Linked DNA regions of Xenopus laevis: region 1 is linked to region 2. Evidence: chromatin contacts called from public Hi-C data. All regions are on one chromosome and are shown on one strand. Each heading gives the region's core, a stretch centred on a gene start, on an enhancer-like site or on the middle of the called end of the contact. The rest is flanking DNA. Distances are from core to core; before and after follow the strand shown. Region 1 holds the start of znf703.S (zinc finger protein 703 S homeolog). Region 2 has its middle 540 kb from the start of znf703.S.

Region 1 (3,214 bases), core at 115-2,614, 540 kb after region 2:
TTCGGCCGAACCCCCTTCACGAAGGATTTGGCCGAATACCGAACCAAATCCTAATTTGGATATCCAAATTAGAGGTGGGAAGGGGAAAACATTTTTTACTTCCTTGTTTTGTGACAAAGTCACACGATTTCCCTCCCGCCCCTAATTTGAATATGTAAATTAGGACTCCGATTCGGCCAAACCGAATCCTGGATTTGGTGCATCTCTAGTTAATCCATCTATTAAGCCACTTAGTTCTCCTAGAATAGGGAATGGCCATGAAATAGGCCAAATGTTTAGCAGAATGAGGGCCACTGACACCTGGACTTTTCCTGGTATCCCGGTGGGCCAGTCCGACACTGGAAACGTCAGTGGCATTTGCCCGGGGGTAACACTTGGGCTTGGGGGTCTATGTAGGGTAAGGGGGTTCTTTAACGTTTGGGTTGAATTCTCCTTTAAGGGGTACCTACCTAGGGCGCAACCATTGTGTGTAAAGGGGTAATACAACTTCAGAAATATTTTTATGACTCATATCTAATGAACTAACAGTTCTGTTCTCTTCCCTTCCGTGGTGTTTATGTAAGTGTGTGTGTGGGGGGGGAATAGGGACGTGTAGGGTGGGTGCCAAAAGGGCCCCGTGTAATTCCGTTCAATGTCTCTCTCTACCCTGTCCTACGAATACCATAAGCCGAAGCAGTGAGCAGTAGGGTGACATGAGCACGATGCTCGCTGGATATTGAAGCGTAAAGTGCTGCTGTCCTACAGTGACACAAGTACCGACGCCCATGTGATCCCTGTCAGCGCTTGTACAACGCTCAGCACAGCGGCTTTTCTTTGTGCAGCGCAGGCAACGCCCCCTAGCGGCCACAGCTCCTATACGCACGCACGCACGCACGCAGCGACCCTTCTGTACAGCGTGTACGTTACTGAGGAAAGAACTTGCGTGTATTGTATCTGTATATATGTATATATGTGTAATGCGGCGGGTATCTGCGCAACAGAGGCTAAACATAGGAATCTGAGGGTGCGACCAACTGAGCAGAAATCACACAGGGAGCTCTCTTAGTGTTTTCGCCTCCCGCTGCGTGTGACAGTCCGTGCATGAATGCTGGGACTTATAGTAGCTCAATAGCCGCAATTCAACGTTGAAGCTACGAATGAATAAAAAAAAAACTCGTACCCGCACCCCTACTGCTGCCGTATGTCAGCCCTCATCATGTGATCCGTCCCTGCCATGAACTGGTTAAATTGGCTCGCTCGACCACGCCCCCTTTTCTCCGCCCCCGGCGTGCGATTGGTTGGCCGCGCCAAAGCCTTTGAAGCTGGTGTTATCGCGGACTGGGCGAGGGTGTAGCGGGCAGAGCTTTGCAGGCAGCTGGAGGGAAGGGAGCATAAGGGGAATCTCCGCGCCCTGGTCGATCCCTCCTCCAAATGAACTGTTCTCCCCCTGGATCTTGCACAGACACAGAGCGACAGAGAAGCGGCACCCCGGCGACCCCCTGCGCCACTCTCGCACCCACTCACCCCCTGCGCCAGGCAAACCGACTGCCCATCCGGCTGATCAAAATGCTGACGGCGCACACAGGACACTTGCTGCACCCGGAGTACCTGCAGCCCCTCTCCTCCACCCCCATCAGCCCCATAGAGGTAAGAGCAGCTCTTTATTGCCCCCGTCACATTGCGCTGGGGCATCTCGCGTGGGTGTGCAGGGGATTCATTCTCGCGTGGATGTGGATGTAAACCGGAGAGACGTGTCCCTAGAAAAGTGTCTGATCCCTGACACTGAGCTTGGAGACAAGGGAGGGGGTCGGAGACGCCTTGGGAAACCAGAGCGATTCTTCTGCTCCCTATTCCCCTTCTTTCATCTCACAAACTTGTACAGTATTTATTAATCATTCCCACCCTGTTTATTATCTCTGATATCATTTGCTGGCTCTCACCTCTATCCCTACTTTTATTTATTTTTCCAATCACAAGGTTCTATAGGAGCTCCTTTAAAGGCTCAGTTCTTTTTGTTTTTTTTGTACTGGAAATGAAAGTCTTGTTGGAGGTGTAGGTACTGCCATACTGTTTGCCCCCTTGGAAATACGAGGCGTTTTATCGAATGCTTTACATGTTGTGTCCACAGTTACAGTTGTCCCTTGAACTAGGTTTTCGGTTCATCGGCTGTTGTGGATCTGCACCTTTCAGCAGCCCCAGTAGCAGCAGGGAGTTGTAGTTTAGCAAGAGCCAGAGGGCCACAGTTTGGCAATTTTCGGTGCACCCATCCCCTGTTGTTTTTTTCCATGATATTTTATTGTTGACTATCATACAACCCCAGTAGCAGCAGTGAGTTATAGTTTAGCAAGAGCCAGAGGGCCACAGTTCATCTATCCTCGTTGGACCCATTTCCTTTCTCTCCAGTCCTGTCGTCGTTTTCCGCAAGATTTATTGTTGGCTCTTATACAACCCCAGTAGCAATAGTGAGTTGTAGTTTAGCAAGAGCCAGAGGGCCGCAATTTGACTTTTCTTAATGCACCCATTCCCTTTCTTTCCAGTCCTGTCGTTGTTTTCCGTGAGATTTATTGTTGGCTCTTGTACAACCCCAGTAGCAGCAGTGAGTTGTAGTCAAGCAAGAACCAGAGGGCCACAGTTCATCTATCCTCGGTGCACCCATTCCCTATCTCTCCGGTCCTGTCTTTTTTTCCATGACATTTATTGTTGGCTCTCCTACATCCCCAGTAGCCGCAGTGAGTTGTAGTTAAGCAAGAGCCTGAGGGCCACAGTTAGACTATCCTCGGTGCACCCATTCCCTATCTCTCCGGTCCTGACGTCTTTTCCCGTGAGATTTACTGTTGCCTCTCATACCGTCTGATGTTACAGGGTTGTAACGGAGAAAAAAGATCAATATCTCTGCTTGTTTTAAAGGATCACTCTGAAGTTTTATAGTGCGGATTTTATAGGCAGATAAAAGCCTGAGACTTTTTTTTTTTCTTAAGGAGCCTCCGCTCCCCGGCTTGTGCGATTTTATTTATTATTTTAATCGAATGACTCCCTGGGCAATTAGATGTGATGACATTGCATCGGAGAATTCTAGCTGAGCACAATTTTAATGCCTTTTTGCTTTTAAAATGGGTCACCCGAGCATTTCCTGCTGTCCCCCTGCACCCCCACCCGCCGTTCCCTTAAATTTAATTATATTATGATCTCAATGTATTTCCTAATGTATTTTTTCCCCCAATTTCTTCTCCTTGTC
Region 2 (3,321 bases), core at 628-3,127:
TAATAGTAAGAATAAAATCTTCAGTTTCCATATTTGCCCTGTTTAGTACAAGGAAACACAAAAACTTAAAGCAATAGGAAAAAAGTGTATTCAGCACAAGCCCTATTCGTTGCACTCATGTTGAAATCAGTGGCAAGTTTTGCTATATGACTGATCATTTTGTGTTATCTTGTTAGTACTTGTGTATCACTGTGGTTTCTAGGGCTGTTTTCAGTGGCATTTCTCTAGGGAAATGTTTGCACTAAGCAAAATCCTATTAGGCATTTCCCTGAGAAAGATCACAATTTGGTGATAAAAGTGTTGGCTTTTTCTGACTAGTTGTCCATTTGTTTGTTCCTGCCTAAAAAAGGCTGCAGTACTCTCAGGGCCTATCGGCTGTAGAAGGTTGGCATTGGGACCAAGGAGGAAGAGCAAGGTCAAAATCCAGGCAATAAGTCAAGGGCAGGCAGCAATCAGTGTAGTCAGGAACTAAGCAAGAAGATCAAAATCCAGGAATCAGTCAGTTAGGAATAATAGAGCAATATAGAACCTATATTCGGGCATTGAACCCAGGTCTCTGGCATCCTTTTATTTACAATTTGGCAGCAAATTGCAATGTGATGATGTTACGCGCCAGTATTCTGACGTCACAATGTGAACCGAACTCACCACCATCTATTATATATCATTTAGACATAATGCAATGTGAAAATTAAGAGAACCTTGAGACATTCATCTATACAAAGGTAACTGATGGGAATACATTATTGCATTAAAGTCATCCCCCAGAATATTTGCTCAATGTGCTTTATGGGCATCCACAAAAGAGGGAAAGTGCCTTATACAGTATATGATGGTCAAGAGGATATCCAAGTAAATGAACTGAGGATACAATGGAGTGGCCTATGACTGTAGATTGTGAGTGTATCCTTGCAGGCAAAAAATCAAACTGCAGAAGAAATATGACCCCAAAGGGACTTTGCTGTAGATAATAATAGTCATTGGTTTTACCTGACACCTGTCTCTGATTGCCTTGGGGGGAGGGTAAATAAAAGGCAAGTCAACCCCAAAATAAAAGTTTGCCTCAATAAAGAAAACATAATTCTAAGAAACTTTTCAATATATATTTATTACAAATGTTCAGTGCTTTTAAAGCTATGTGTTATTTGTTGCAAATGTCTTCATTCCCCAGCAAAGACAGGTCTGTTAATCAGCTGCCTTGCCTTACATTGTTTCAACAATCTGAGCCACCAGGACAGAGAATAGAAAGGGACAAACACTGCTTTCAATCAGCGCCGTTCCTGTGTATATTGCCGCCTGAGGTAGTTCCAGTAATGCCCCCCCCAGCCAGAATACATTTCCGGGGGGAAGCAGCAACGCTAGTGCGGAGAGTGCAATTGCGCTCTCTCGCTGTAGTAAAGCCGAATTTCCGGTTTAAAAAATGGAAATTCGGCTCTTAAAGGCACCAGCTGGCTCTTAAAGGAAACCTAGCTGGCGATGCCCTGCTTTAAATAGCAACACATATACAAATAACTTTAAAAACCATAGAAAATTTGTAGTGAATGTATATTGCAAAGTTGCTTAGAATTATGTTTTCTTTCATTAGGGTTGATATTCCCTTTAAGCTGTATGACAATTGTACTATCCCTGTTAAGGTGAGTGCAGATGCGTATATACATATATTGTGTGTATATATTGTTTTTGACTCCATACAGCTACAGAGAAATCCATTTCTCTACATTTCTTCTAACTAGCGGTTAGTGCTTTTCCATTAGTATAAATCTTTAATTTCCCTAAAATGACATGTTTAAAAAAGCCGACGCAGAGCTGTTTCCATCCCTCTGCTGATTGTTCCTGTTAATGGCTCTAAGCCGTACAGTGATGTAAACATTAGTCAAACAGCTTTGATACACAGCTGAGTCCTACAAACCAGCAGGAATAGATTACTGATCAAAGGCAGGGGTCATATAACTCTACTAGCCGTAAAAATGGAAAGAAAGCAAATCCCACTGTCACCGTTGGCTAATAACCCCTCATTACAGTTGATGGATTACACAAGAGGTGTTATAATATCTTCGGAATCGTGAGTACAACAAAATATTTGTTTCAGAGCAAACATGGCTAATAGCCTGTGTGTTTTGTCCAAACATTACTGCTTATGTTACCCCTATATTCTTAGATCCAGATGTAAATTGCCTTTCACACCTTTATAAATAGGGCTCAGTAACATTTCATGAAGTTAAGAATATATATATATATATATATATATATATATATATATATATATATATATATATATATTTCAGACACTTTTCTACTTAAATATTCTGTCTAGATCGACATGTAGACATTTAGGAGCATGTTCATTAATGGAGATAATGTTCTGCCAAAAAGTTCTACAAAACTGTCACTGACCTACTTGAATTCTGCCTGCCCTGACTTGGGCCAAGGGTTGCTGTCTTTTTAAAGGGGAACTATCGTACAAATTAACATTTTATATCAGCTTCAGCATACTGAAATAAGATCAATTAAAATCAATTAAAAATTCTGTAACGTTTCTGAAATAATCAAGTTTATCTTCACTATTCCGCTCTCAGCATCTGTTTCTCCTCAGTCTGTCTTCATGCAGCAGTTGGGTGTCAGATGAATGATCCAATATATCTTTTAGGGGGGCTCCTTTTGCCTAGAAGATATATAAGAGCTCACTTTATTAAAATAACCAGAAATCCTGTCTCTCTACATGCAGAATTTGTGCAAAAGGCAGTTACTTTGTTTTATTTTCTTTCTTCTGGAATCAGTTATTTAAGTGAGCTCTAATACATCTGCTAGGAAAGGGAGCCCCCTATAAGATATATTGAATCATTCATCTGACACCCAACTGCTGCATGAAAACAGAATGAAGAAAAACAGATGCTGAGAGAGAGATAGTGAATATAAACTTGCTTATTACTGGAACAATGTAGAATTTTGAATTGATTGTATTTAGAAAGTTACTTACTTCAGTATGAGGACACTTATATAAAAAATAAATTGCAACAGTTCCCCTTTAAACATATAAAAGGGGTGGTCCATGATGTAAAGGAGGTGAAGTGCCAACAAAAGGGGCAACACTAAGATGCAATGGACAAGTCAAGGAAATATAATACCAGTGGCGTAACTACCGGGGGTGCAGGGGGGAGCAGGGGGTGCGATTGGGCCAGGACCCGCACCTCCACAGGGCCCCCCCGGCAGCACGCGTGTCACTAATTCCGCCGGTTCCGGGTGTACGGATGGGGGTGGGGGGGCCCGGCTGCGCGTCCCGCACCAGGGCCCGCCCCCCTCTAGTTACATTTCTGTATAATA

Evidence for each region. A called contact is a pair of places that touch in the nucleus more often than the background predicts.
Region 1: a Hi-C map of the XTC cell line shows a contact between it and region 2, with 5 times the contacts expected there. The contact joins the promoter of znf703.S here to the enhancer-like site in region 2. A contact is called at or near these places in 2 of 4 Hi-C or Micro-C datasets (the XL177 cell line and the XTC cell line).

What each region holds. Positions count from the first base shown.
Region 1 is chr3S:34,767,025-34,770,238 of Xenopus_laevis_v10.1, forward strand. znf703.S (zinc finger protein 703 S homeolog) reads left to right here and starts at 1,365. Exons shown (of 2, transcript NM_001090979.1): 1 at 1,365-1,626. The coding sequence starts at 1,411.
Region 2 is chr3S:34,228,549-34,231,869 of Xenopus_laevis_v10.1, forward strand. No RefSeq gene overlaps it. Among protein-coding and RNA genes, the nearest start is that of znf703.S, 540 kb to the right of the region's middle. Within about 2 kb of position 1,878, at least 1 of the 7 cell types and tissues checked has an H3K27ac peak or open chromatin away from gene starts, as enhancers often do.